Linked DNA regions of Gossypium hirsutum: region 2 is linked to region 1. Evidence: chromatin contacts called from public Hi-C data. All regions are on one chromosome and are shown on one strand. The core of a region is the stretch at or near the end of the contact, and the rest is flanking DNA. Distances in the headings are between cores, read along the strand shown.

Region 1 (7,293 bases), core at 2,968-5,467:
AGAGGTACCACATTGATAAATTATGTTATATTTCAGATATCAAAATTGAATTTTTAAAATTCAAAACGTTTGTCAAAATTTAGATACTAAAACAAATATTTAACCTATAGATAATCTATAGCAATGTTTTGAAACAAAGAAGGAAAGTAGACTTAAAGTGGATTAGGTATAATTTTGACAACTCTTATTTTTTAATAACTCATTAATTATAACTTTACACGATTAATTATTTTTCAAAAGTCAATTTATAAATGTATACATTTATATTATTCAATAGTTAAAAAAATGTTTTTTACAAATTGATTTAATAATATCGTTTATACTTAGAACTATTTATGGACAGAGTCACTCAGCCCAACCCGAAGGCCTGGCCTGAAGGTTCGCTCGAAAAGTGAGTGGGTTTGGCCAAAAATATAGACTTAAAAAATGGGATTGAGCAAAGAATAAGACTCGTTTAGAAAAAGGGTTGGGCCTTGTGTAAGGCTTTTTTAGCTTGAGGTCGACCCGAATTTGCAAAAAAAACTATTATTTTCTTACTATTTTCTCACTGTTTTGTTGTTGTTTTCTCGCTATTTTACTGTCATTTCACTATTATATTATTACTATTTTGTTATTATTGTTTGGATATTGTGTAACTCTTATTTTATTGTTAATTTTGCTACTATTTTAGAGACATTTGTTTATTAAGTTGCTTCTATCTTAGTACTATTTAAGTATAATAATTTTTTTAAAATTTATTTCAATTTGTTGAGAAAATTTTATCTTAATATTTTTAGTGTTTTGATATATTATATATTTTTTAAAAGAAATTATATAAAAATTTTAATATAGGTGAGTCGGATCCTAATTTTAGCATTTTTATCCGGACTGAGCTTAGGCAAAATTTTAGGTCCATTTTTTTGAAACAGACCAAACTCGGGCCTATCAAACAAGCCCAAACTTTTTATCAAGACCCAACCCAAATCCGACCCTACCTATGAACAATTCTACTTATACTGAACCAAAATTCTCACAATAAATGTATACGTTTATATTATTAAACATTTTAAAAAAAGAATAAATAATATGATATATACATTTATATTATTCAACATTTTAGAAAATGTCTTTACAAAGTCAAGGTAAGAGTTAAAAATTCCTCCATGGCATTAACTATTTTACAAAGTAAATTTTTAAAAATAATTTTCTATATATATATATATATATTTTAATATTATAATATTTCTAATAAATATTTCTAATTATTTATCCATAAAATTTTTCATAAAATCAAATTTAAAACATTTTTTTATTTTATATCATCACTTTTAATTTAAAAAATATTCTCTATAAATTTTATTCCAAAAAACATAATTCTAAAAAGTTTTGTAAAATTAGTAATACATTAAATACTATCTTAATAATTAATTTTTTTTTAAAATTATTATACAAAATTAAAATTTTCTCCAAAATTTATATTATGAATTTTTATTTTTTTAAATATATAAAAAAGTATTTATGGATTACTATAAAAATTATTTGTTTGTCAAGAACAAGTGTTATTGATTATTATTTTTAAATTAAAAATATATTTATATTAAATAAAATTAACTCGTACATCACACAAGAAAAAATATAACTTCAAATTAAATTTTAAGCATCGGTTATTATTAAGTCTATATAAGTTATTATAAGATATTATCTTATTATAAAATAAATTTTGGTTCTCATAGGAAAATAATATTGAAAACAAATTTTAAAAAATGATTTTATCAAATAACATAAAATATTTTATATAGAATAATTCAAACATACAAATAATTATTAGTTTTTGCAAAAAAAAAATCTATTTTTTAGAAATTATTTTGAGAAAGTTGTTTTAAGTAAAACAAATAAGATGTTATTAATGTTGTAGGCAACCAAATTTCCATTTATTATTTTGAAATTAACTAAATTACATATAGAAACAAAAGAAAGTAATTGGCAGTAGAAATATAAGCTAAAATATGTATGATTTTAAGAGGGGGCAGGGTATGGTTGACCCCTGCAAGCAAAGATTTGGACTTTTAAAATTATAATCACTAGAAAAAAGAGGCAAAGATGCAAAAGATTAGGTCTTTGTCATGCAAATGTGTTTTGCCGAAGCTGAAAAAGTGACTGGGGGGAAAACAATTGAAGCAACGGGGGCAAAGATAGTTGATAAGGATATATCATAGGATTCCATTTATTATTTATACTGTTGGAAAACAAACCCATCAAAGCTATAGCTATACATCAATCAACAGTACCACCCAACCAATCTCTCCAAACATAGTAACATGTTGACTCAGTGATCACCATTTACCACTCAAATGAAATCAACATTCTCTTCCATTCATATTTGCAATTTATAATAGTATAGTACTTAATTTTATCCCCTCTACGGTGTTAAAATTTATTCAATAATGATTCGTAATGAATTTGTATTTTAATATTATTGAATACATATTTAATTTTTGAATTTGTAAGTTATAATTCTTTTACAAAAATATTATCATAAAAATGTTAATTATAAATTAAAAGAAGTATATATTAAATTTCATAATTAAATTGGTGACTTGATTAAAGATAGCATTAACTCAATAGAGTATTTAAATAATAGTATAAATATATATTATTTAGAAATATCCCTATAATTACAACAAAAATAATTAGTATAATGCATAAAGCAAGGGATTGAGATAGAAAAAAATATAAATAGGACTCGCGTACGAATATATCCAAACATATCTTATTATCATTGTAGCAATGGCTGGATAAGTTAATAGCATGGGAATGGAATTGCCATACTGATAGAAGACGAAAGCCCATCACCCATTTCATGGGTTAGACATCATAAAATGGGCTCTCACTAATTTTAATGACCGCCGCCACGGCCCTCCTGCTTTCTCCTTACACTTTTGGGTCAGTCTCAGGGAAGTTTTGTAAAAGTTTTCAAATGGAAAAAAATAATTGCCAAACTTGTGGGGGGACCAAATTGAGTTTATATAATTTGCGATAAAATAATTAAAGAAGATTACGATAACATAGTGATGATAAGGTATAGACTGTCCAGTCCCACCACCGCACATAAAATCCAAGAAAAATATATATTGGAAATGGATTTACCATCCACCGAAAGGTTTTCAGCAGCCATTTTTAAGTTAACATCACGTGTTAAACTATTTTCATTAATTACGAGAGTTAAGTGAGATAATAATAGTTTTTTTATAATAATCAATAGTTAAGAGTTTAATTTTTATTCTTAGTATGAAACAATTTTAAAACTCGTGGTTAGTATTTACTAATTAATGAACTTATGATGCATAATATAGAAGATTAGTCATTGAACTCGTTCTAATATGTATTTTAAGACATATATCCGCTGCAATTCATGTTAAATATGACTCCTATTTTTAGTCAAATTTGAGAAATAATCTTTCAGTTAAACTCTGTTTACTTGTTTCAAGCAAACACTGATTAGTTTAGATTATTTTATTATTATTTGACCTATGAATTTAGCCTATAAATAGGCTCTTTTACAACCTTAGAAAAAAACTCTCATTAGAGATTAGAACTCATAACACATTTAGATAATTTTGTATTTACGTTTTGTGGGTTCTTTATTTTCGGGTTTTCGGGGTTTAGTTTTTATCTCTATCTTTCGTATTCTTCGTTTTTTTGCCATTATAGTAAAATTATCTTTGCCCGTGATTTTTTATCCTCTTTGGAGAGATTTTTTCATGTTAAATTTGTGTGTTCAATTTCTCAATTTATTCCGCTATTTTACTTGTTCGTTGCTTAATCGGGTCAAAATCCTAACAATTCAAAAATAATTTTGGGTCTTCAAGTTCAACCACTCACCAGGATATCTTCCACCAGTAGGTTTTGGGTTATTCTTCTTTTAAATCTGATATTTTATTTGGAGAATATCAAATGATTTTGATCCGATAAATATAAATAATTAAATTTGGTTTTATATGATATAATATCCTTATTCTCCAGTCCAATGTGAAGCAATCAAAGGCAAAGGCACATGAAAAAGTATGATATTAAATCCGAAGACCCACCGTGACTCACTTTTCGAAGCGCATGTGGATCACGCGTCTTTCAAAGAAGAAAAAGAAAATGTAGAATTATCAGTTGGTCGGCCGTCTAGTTTCTGCCACCCTACCTCCACCCAACTGTTCCAGAGCAAGCAAATTCCCCTATGAAAGTAACTTAATACATTACAATTCTATCATCCAATGAATAAAAGGAAAAACACAATTTAAGTTAGTAAGATCTCATCATCACGTGAGATTCTTTTTGGTTTTATTCGGCTCCAACCAAAATATTATTGACTTTATTCCACTTGATTAATTCTTCTACTTTTGGTGGGGGGCGGGGCAAATATATTTAAGCATATGCACGTTTAATTTGGACCACCATTATCTGACATGATGTTTCTCCCTTAAGTCTATGCATGCATTTATACAATTATTGTTCCTCTCCCATAATTGCATGGATTAAACTTGTTTCACCTTTTTTTGCTACTAATTTATTTGCAAAAGGTAAACAAAATATTGATTCCTTTCTCGGATGGTTGGATTGGACCGACATTGATGAGTCATCAAGTCAGCTGGAGAGGATAGGATAGGGATGTGTAAATGGGTTTGGGCCGTGTAATTTCTATACGATATCTGGGTCTCTGGATTTTTATCTTAATAAAGGTTTCAAAAAGAAAGGAAGAAAAATAGGGGAAGGGGTTGGTTGGGTGTAAATGCCAAGTGTGCCCGCCCATGTATTAACTAAAAATATATTTGATAAATAGAAATAAATACATATTTTCTATAATAAAAACAATATAAGTAAAATAAAGTTACATTTATATAGATTTGAATAGGAGTATTATATTTAATACTTGAAAAAGCATAAAAATTAATTTTCATTTAAAGTTTTTTTTTTAATTTTATAAAACATTTTTAGTCAAACAAATGAAAACAACTTTTTGTTGTTTTTAAATTTGCACATATTTGCACTTTTTAACTTCCAAAAATCATTTTTATATTTTGAACTAAATATGTTTTCTTTTAGTGTTTTTCATTTTCTATGAAAATGAAAATGAAATTTATTTCTTGAAACCAAATGGAGTTGTAATTTCTATTATTAGTTCTCCTTTTATGTATAAGTTGAATATTAAATCTTTATATTTTAATTTGAATATTTTTAATTTTTCAAAATTTGAAATTTCAGTTCATATTATCACATATATGGTGTTATGTCAATTTATTATTTTCACAAAATACTCGTAAAAATGTCTTGCCATTAATGGACTTAGTTGTTATGAATAAAATTGTGTTTATTGAGCAGTTGATATATAGATAGGCAAGAACCAATGAGGACATAAACTAGAAGTGGACCTATTTCGCGGTGAACAATTAATTAAGGCAACTAAAGGAAATTATAAAGAACAGGTGATTTAGCTGTCTATGGAATGTGATACATGCAAATTACTCACTGTTAACACTTCAATGTATACGAAAATATCAATGTGTAAAGGGTGTTGGGTTATGCTGGAGCATATATGATTTGAGGTCACGACGATCACATTTTGAGAGATTAGGATGGTCTAATTACGAATTTGATTGAGGAAATTAAAACCCATGGAAAGACTCAAGTTGTTCACTACTACCACCAATTATGAGCTTTTAAATACAAGTGGTTTAGTTTAGACTTTAGAGCTTTATTGGACCAGGGATGGTATACTTATAAATGCATGCTAAGGTATTAATTAATTTTATGCATCTATCTTGACTAGTGGAGTTGGCTTTTCTTTGAATGAACAAAAAACAAATGATACGGACAATAAATACAAAGAAAGAGAATCTCAGTTGATCAATGAATACTAGCTTATTCAAAACTTATATTATTTGGCCGAAGATCCAAGTTTTCTAATTATTGCAATTAATACTTTGGTTTACAGATATGATAAGCACATATCAAAGGGTTTTCAGTTTTCAAGAAAACAAAGGTTGATGGGTGGGTCATTGTCAATCAAACCATCGTATATATAGTTGAAGCATAAGCAAACAGTATAGTTATGTGTACTTCCCCTTTTGAAGATTGGAACAGGGGCTGGTTGATATACCACCAAACAAAAGCATGAATAAAATGGGAAGAGATAGAGCTAAAGGTAGCTAATGGCCAAGATGGGATGGGGTGTCTGATGATAAATAAAATAGAAAGCACTCAACGGTTTTCAGAGTGCAGCTGGGGGTGGCCCATTACACTACTACTAGTGTGAGGTTTTAGAAGACAAGAAGAGGGGCGAAAACTGGTGCCTAACCCTAACTTTTATAGTTGGATTAATTTCCCCAAACTATGAGCTAGATTTAGAATTGGTTCCAAACTTTTAATTACTCTAATCGAATCTTTAAAGTATCTATATCATATCAAATAAATTTTTTTTATGTTTTCTTGGATGTTAAATTCCTTATCTCAAATTTTCCATGGATCAAATATAAATCATTTGTAAACTATAGCATGAAAAGTTCGGACATGACATGCTAAAAACAAACCCCATAAATTTTGATGATGCCATATATATTTTTAATGTGTTGCATTAAAATTATTCATGCAATAAGTACATATGTATTTAAAATTTGTTCCACGTGTCTTAAATATGTTCCATGTTAGATCTAGCTTGCATTTAATATTTAAGTTGACATGGTTGATATGATATTGAAGTATTGTTACTTTGAGTTTTTAATTAGAACATTTTGAAATTTGAGGATTCATTTAAAAATCTAAACCATATTGAAGGCATCCCATACAATTGACCATTTATAATTAAACAAAACAGTATTTGTGAATAATAACATAACATCTCATCATTTAATAAAATAAAAAAACAGTGAATAACTTATAAATAAGTACTAGCAACTTTATTTAAACATGATTAAGTAATTAGTTATAAATAATGCTAAAACCCTAAGCTCGAGACGCGAAATCTTAGACCTTGGACCTTAAACTCTTAAACCCAAAATCTTAAGTTCGAGAGTTATTAATATTTATTTATAATAGTTAAGATTAATGTTTAATTATGCTTAAAATAAAATTATTAGTATTTATTTACAAGTCTTACATATTTTTATTTAATTTAATGATTACATATCATATTATTATTCAATAATTTATGCATTAAATATTATTCCTGTATATGTATGGTGATGCTAGCTAGAGAATGCAACTCCCGGGGGTGTGTGCTGTGGGATTAAAAAGGAATTATATGGGAATCCTTGCTACAGTTGAAGT
Region 2 (7,293 bases), core at 1,653-4,152, 150 kb before region 1:
GAAAGCCAGAAATAAAAGACAAATGAGATAATACCATCTTATTATTCCAAGTAATCCTATCTTTGAAAAGTATCAATCATGAATGATGAAACACAACAGAAAAGAGAAAAAAATTATATAAGTTAATGGGTGAGCTATCCGAGCTCGCCGTTTTACTTGACCAATAAAATCAAATTTGAGTTCAAAGATACAAAATCAATCTTTTGAACCACTTTGCTACAAATATGAACAAGATTATCATCGGATGCTTTTTGCAGCCGAGACAAAATCATTTGTAAGGTAGAATCCAAAGCCAATATTTAGGTTCCACCTCATGCACATGCATACACGAACGAATATGATTTTCTTCTCCTAATGCTAACAACTAATTCAGACTCTCCCTACTGTCCTATACCAAACATGTATGATGAATCGGTGACTCGAATAGATAATGAACTGTAAACAGTTAGTGGAGCGAGCTTTACATCTAAAATGCCCGTTCCATGAATGAACAACAATCCCCTACTAAAATTCTTTCAGTTCCATGTCTTGTTATGCTAGGTGGTCGGGCATGAAGCATCCTTCTTTTGACTCAAATAAACTTTGTTGTATTCGTTGTTATTCAATTGTTTCCGTTTACTCTCTACCTTTGCTTCCCTTTCAAAACATCATTGATTGTATTGTGAAAGACGCTGCATCCCTCAACAGAAATTAACTTGATGTTTTCTTTTCAGTAGGTGTCCCAGAAATTTGTGAAGGACCTGACTCCGATCCCACCACCCCAGTTGTTGCTATAGTTGCAGGGGGTAGTGATTCTGTAGTCGGTGATGTTGTTTTTGCCGTCTCCGATGACGACACAGTTGTTCTTGCTGCTGTCGTAGTTGCTGTAGTCGTTGTTGCTGTTGTCACAGTTGCTGTAGTTGTAGTTGCTGCAAAATTTGTCGGCAGACTTACTGTTGAATGTTGCATTAAAGTTGTCTTGCCATAGATATTATAAACCAAGAGAGAAAGTGACTGGACTATGTAAACATTCTCCGGATATGTAAAATCCTCACCTGTGGGAGTTATTGCCGAAGGCATTGAAGACGGAAGTGATAGGATCCCCTGCTGAGGCAAATAAGGATACTGTAGCATTTGGGGATATTGGACACCAAAACCATGAGCTTGGCTATTTTGTGCATATTGAGCATAAAATGGATAAAAATTATGAAACATTCCGGGTGTCATTGATGCTCCGGCAGTGTAGTAAGGTGAGAACTGTTGACCTCCATACAAACTATAATAGTTCTGCAAAACACCATCAAATTTAGCTAATCAAAGCAATGTCAAAGAAATTGTTGTTATTTTATTTCTAATTTTCAAGCTCTGTTTATAAACACTAACCAAAGGATAATTACTGTCTTGGGAGTATCCCGTATACCTGAAAGTAACCAAGCAGGGAATGAGGATGATGAAAGGAGATAAATGAAGCAATAAAGAGTACTAAAATGCATGTTAAAATAAGAAATGCCATTGAGGCTTAACCAGTTGGGATTCATGCAGGCAATGCCATTGAATTTCATTTCTAAAATAATTGAACTCACCCATAAGCAGAGTATGGAATGGAATATTGACTATTAGGTTGTTGGATGAATGTTGATGAGGAACCATGATAAACAGGCGATGCCATCAACCCAGGTGCTGGTCTAAACCGTCCAGCTCCTGCATTTATTGACTTCATCTTAAATTAAATTGTTTCATAACTCTAGTTTTTAGATCCACTTTTCAGTTTACCAGATCGCATTGACCAATATGAAATGTTTTCCCAATATGGTAAAAAACACATCTTCAGAATGAACAAAGGAAAAAAAAAGGAGGATTTTTTGATCCTTTGAAATATCATTATCAAACAATAACTTTCCTCACCCCAAATATTGAAGTGAATATTCGCCAGGACCATTTAACATATGCATAAAGAGTTGGTATTGAGATAAGGAAATGACATTTCAACAAGAACCAATACAATTAAAAAGAAAAAGAGAGAAAGAAAACCATGTTGTGGTGGTGGACGAGTCTTCTGTGCACCCAATGAAGCAAGATTGCAGTTCGCCCTCCTTCCATCAATGGTAGGAGACGGGTTTTGACATGCTCTCATGGCTGCATCTGGATCCTTAAATGAAACCTGGAAATGGAAAATAAGGATAATCACCTTCTAATTGTCATATGGAATGAATGATATGTATATATACATATTAAGGAAAGGGATGAATAAGCTTACAAAGCCATAGCCCTTGGATCTCCCAGTATTTTTATCTGTAATAACAACAGCTTCAATAATCTCTCCAAATTGCTCAAAATAACGCTTCATGGTATCTCTTTGAGTTTCCCAAGCCAATCCACCAACAAAGATTTTCGTAAAAGTTGTGTCATTGTACTGCCCTGCTCCTGGATTGTTGCTACCACCCACCATCTGAAATTGCCTTTGTTGAGACATGTAAAAAAACACAGAATAATCTCCCAAATAAAAAAGAGAAACAGAGATGAAAGAAAATGGCTAAGAATCCCACAAAAAAAAAAAAACAAAACAAACAACTACCCCAGAAGCCAAATATAGAGTGGTTAAAAAATGGAGAATTCTTTTTTTCAAAAAAAAAAAGTGAACTTTGATATTGGAGAGTCGTTTCTATGGAAGATCACATCAGTGATTAATCAAACCCAAAAGCCTTTTTTTAAAAAAAAAAAATCCCTTTGGCCTTCTTCAAGCACTCGTGCAATCGTGTATCATGTTTTTTTGTTTTCTCGGTGTTGTTTTTTCTTTCTTTTTTGTTGTTGTTGTTCGTTGTTTTAGCTGTTGTTTTTTTTCCTAATGTTATATAACTGCCACTTTTTTTACAGCCACGATAATTTTATTTTATTGTTTGGTTAAATGGGCCTCCGAAAACATAGGAGCCCAATTTACAGTTTCTTTTTTTCCCTTTAAAACCCTTTTCCTCAAAGTCATAGAGAAAACCCTAACAACATATTGATCTCAGAGCGGCGCTGCACAGCTTGCCGATAACCCATCACTCCTATATTCATCTTTCAGGTAAATTCGTTGATTTTTTTCCATTTCTTTTCTTGTTTGTTTCTTGGGAAATTTGAATTTCCTTTCTGTTCTTTTTTCGGTATTGATGTAAATCTTTACGTTGATTGTGTTTTAATTGCTTTATTTATTTATTTATTTGGTTTAATTCTAATAGCATAAACGATGTCTTCGGTTGGCGAAGCTGCTTGCTCTTATGCTGCTTTGATTCTCTATGATGATGGCATCCCCATCACCGTATCCTTTATGCAAATAATTTAGGGTTGTATGATTTATTATTTAATTTTTTTAATTCTTTGATAGGATTATTGGAAAATAGGAATTTGATTATTGTTGTTGAGAGATTCCCAATTTGTATGGGAACATAGGTATTTTTTTTTTTTGGGGGGGGGTTCTTTAACTGTCATTAATAGGCTGAGAAGATTGCCGCGCTAGTTAAAGCTGCCAATGTCTCTGTTGAGTCTTATTGGCCAAGCTTGTTTGCTAAGCTTTTTGAGAAGTGCGACATTGAGAATCTCATAACCAATGTTGGTGCTGCTGCTGGTGGTGCTCCGGTCGCTGCAGCTGCACCTGTTGCAGCTGCTGGTGGAGGCGGTGCTGCTGCTCCTGCTCCTGCAGAGGAAAAGAAGAAGGTGGAATTAAAAATTACGAATAAATAAGTGGATGTGATATCCTTGTCTCTATTATTTCCTTGCACCATTTATACTGATATGTGATTCTTTGGCTATTTGCAGGAGGAACCAGAGGAAGAGAGTGATGATGATATGGGATTCAGTTTGTTTGATTAGGAACTCCTTTTAGTGTGTGATTCAGCCGACTACGGGTTTAGCGTATTAAGTATGACACTAACTCTTTTGAGTTTTATTGATTTTGGTATTTTTCTCTTAATTAGAAGTGTTAATTTAAATGAAGTGACACTGATGAATGCTTCCTTTTTGAATTATAAGTTTGAATTTTCTTATTTATACAAGTATATTTGACCTTTTTTTTTTTGTTTCATTCTTCATTGAGTGTTGAATGGTATTTGCTTTATTCTTTTGCAATGCATGTTTTTGTGTTGGTTTTGATTGTTGGTTCATTATGCTTATAGATGACATCTCTTGATTTGATCCAACTGAAATTATCAGTTGTTGGGAATAGCTATTTGATACGAAGAAATAAACTGTAGTGAATTTCTATATTATCTATTGTAGAGTGGAAAAGTAGGACGAGAAGAAAAAGAGTAGTAAAATGGAAGGGCAGAAAGAAAGAACCGAAAAGCTGAAAGACAATATTTTTCAAATTTTGTTTTCTTTTAATCATATGTTCATTTTGTATTTTTCTACTTTTTCAACTTTCCATCTTTACGATTTTCTTCACCAATATTTCATTCTGATTCTTTCTGGATATTCCTTTAAAAAATACATAAATTTGCTGGATATTACACGCAAAATCTTTTGATTTTAAGTGCTAATCAGAATGATTAGTTATGCAGATCATGGAACCTCTCCAGCAGTTGGATCAAAATCATTTTGGATCCAGCTTTACCCTATACCCGAAACTCGTTTATAGTATAAAAGTGACTTTTAATTGCCAATCACACCATTGATTTAGTACTAGATTGATAGGCATGAAGTTCATGTTTAGACGTTTATGTATATAAATTCCTTCAAACATTTCCATTATAGTTTAATTGGGTCGTTGCATTATGAGGTCACCACCGATGCGGGTTCATTTTGCAAAGACCACACAAAACAGACACCTGAAACAAGTAGAAGCGAAGCGTATTTATCCTGGTCCTTCCTGTAACATGGCCAATTGGGCATCAATTCTCGCAATCTACCTGAATATATGGAGCGTCAGACATCTGTAATATGTTTCAATCATGTAACCATGGAAATGAAGCTAAAAGGGAACACAAGGAAAGCACCGAACCAATGCGTTATAGAACATGAAGATTGAACGGAGATATGACCAGAAATATCTTGCATATCAAGTGTTAAGTTGGCCAATATAGAAAGTGAGGAGAATTATTGGTACCAAGTTACTATATCTCTGTTTCCAACTTGCAAGTAATCGCTGATCAGAACGCTGAAGTCATGAACCCTCTGCCAAGCTGCAGTGAAGGTTGCGATAAAATTAGATACACCGGATACAAAAACAACTAAAACGGATAATATAGATGTCACATATATACATATAAAATTGAAAGTGGTCAAATACGGTCAAGATTAATTGGACTTCAATTATTAAATAAATAAAATTATATATATTAAGGTTATCGGCTAATAAACATACAATTGTCTATATGTTTCTATTCAAGCTTTGCTGAAATCAACAGAGTAAGCTCGCAGTTGAGGGGAAAAAGAAAAAAAGTAAGTTATATAGCTTTTATACTTCAAGAATGGTCCAACTCTGAATCTGTTGGTTCCAAGGAAGGCGTCAGAGTTCCTATTATATGTATATTATGGAAGCAGCCTCTCAGTGACACAAATATAATAAAAATTTTCAGGACATTAATGAAGTGAGTATGTCGTCTCCTCCCAAAACATCTCTATATCAAAACTTGTTTAGTGAATCATCTTTCCATCCCCAGAAAACAAGTAGAGATGTCCTGTCACTGTAAGAACCAGCATCATCTGTACAAGCATGAAAGTCTATTAGCAGATTCCTTTTTATCAAGGAAGAAATAAATTCACAATAAAATCCTAAATAATCCAGTTGCTTATGTGATTAAACAAACTAAGCCATGTATGACTTGGTCACCTGAACCAGAATCCATTTTTGCTGAATCTGGCAATGCAAACGTGGAAGCTAGAAAGGAAAAGGATTCAGAATATCATCGATCTTCTATCCATGTTTAATAAGAACATCGCTCAAACTGATGGGCTTGCAAGCAATGATTACACTGAATCTATAGAAGCAGGGCCTTCAAAAAAGGACATGGGAAGCAATTCTTCTCAATTTTGGAGGTACTGCTAGAGATTAGGGACCAATCGTACGTGTTACAACAATGTGAAAGGGAATGCTTTTACTAGGTTTCTTTTCAATGTTTAACATAATGTGAGGGTTTAGGTTTTGTCTCTTCAGGTCTTCCATAAGCTTTGTGTTGATATGTTCAAGTGTCTGGCTTAATTCATACCACCAGACATGAGTTTCTCGCTGCTCCTAATAACTACATGAATGATGTGGAGGAGCCAATTCAAGCCTTTGCTTTTATCAACAATACGTTAATGCAGGTGAGCAATGGAGATTATATTGCAGTCATATCTTGATATTCATATCTGGTCAATTTGAGCAAGTAATACTTCTCATGAATTCAGAATTGTCTCTATTTCTTGTTTTCCCCTAACAAGATTTTTTTTCTTCTTCAAATTTTTTGTGACATTGGTGCAGAAACTCAGGATCAAGATTGAAGTTCGAAAAGATTAGATTCAATGTAATCTGGATGATTGACTTAGTTGGGGATAAATCCGGTTTAAGCAACGAGTAAGTAAAATCATGAAGAAATTAAAAAGAGCAAACACAAATATTTTACGTGAAAAAATCCCTCTGAAGATGGTAAAAAACTACGGGAAAAGATAATTTTACTAAAACGGCAAAAATGGTCTATTTATAGGCTAAATTTGTAGGTCAAATAATATGAAATAATCTACACTAATAAGAGTTTAAGTAGGAAACTAATATTAAAATAACTTACACTAATCAGAGTTTGAGAAACTAAAAATAGAGTTTAATTGGGAGAAGAAAAGCCGAAAAATATGAGGCATAACTCTATAAATCTCCACCTTGACTCGTATTTCCACAACACCTTCTTCGCCAAAGTCTGCCATAGGCTTATCTCAAACTATGCAGGATATTAACTAAGTCGAAGTTGTGCTTAGAAGCTGGAAGACTTCTAGTCTTTGACTTGTGCACTGTCAAATCAAAACTAATCTGGGTCTAATTTCCACGAACGCAATGCCTTATCTTTTCAAAACTTGCACCCAAAAGAGAACTTCTCTTATACGAAATGATCATACACTTTCCCTGTAACACCCCCTACTCGTATCCGTCGCCGGAATAGAGTACGAGGCATTACCGAGGAGTATGAAACACTTACAAATAATTTAAATATATTTTCATAACCACTTGTCTTGATTTCATACTATTTCATATTTAAGCTTTACTCACCAAATTATTTGAAATATCATCTTTATGCAAATCGCACACATGAGGTACATAATTTCATAATTATGAATGAACACATTTATCAAACATATTCCATATTCATA

Evidence for each region. A called contact is a pair of places that touch in the nucleus more often than the background predicts.
Region 2: a Hi-C map of leaf shows a contact between it and region 1, with 1.8 times the contacts expected there. The contact joins the promoter of LOC107953005 here to the enhancer-like site in region 1. A contact is called at or near these places in 2 of 34 Hi-C or Micro-C datasets (both in leaf).

What each region holds. Positions count from the first base shown.
Region 1 is chrA07:28,980,600-28,987,892 of Gossypium_hirsutum_v2.1, reverse strand. No RefSeq gene overlaps it. Among protein-coding and RNA genes, the nearest start is that of LOC121204429, 18 kb to the right of the region's middle. Within about 2 kb of position 4,217, at least 3 of the 9 cell types and tissues checked have an H3K27ac peak or open chromatin away from gene starts, as enhancers often do. A contact at or near this core is called in leaf, where this site is marked.
Region 2 is chrA07:29,133,997-29,141,289 of Gossypium_hirsutum_v2.1, reverse strand. LOC107953005 (60S acidic ribosomal protein P1) reads left to right here and starts at 2,902. Exons shown (of 4, transcript XM_016888231.2): 1 at 2,902-3,043; 2 at 3,198-3,277; 3 at 3,454-3,672; 4 at 3,775-4,001. The coding sequence starts at 3,206. The coding sequence ends at 3,828. It overlaps LOC107953004 (RNA-binding protein 24-B), which reads right to left and starts at 2,837. Exons shown (of 6, transcript XM_016888229.2): 1 at 2,237-2,837; 2 at 2,011-2,140; 3 at 1,563-1,680; 4 at 1,363-1,399; 5 at 1,035-1,266; 6 at 24-908. The coding sequence starts at 2,452. The coding sequence ends at 691.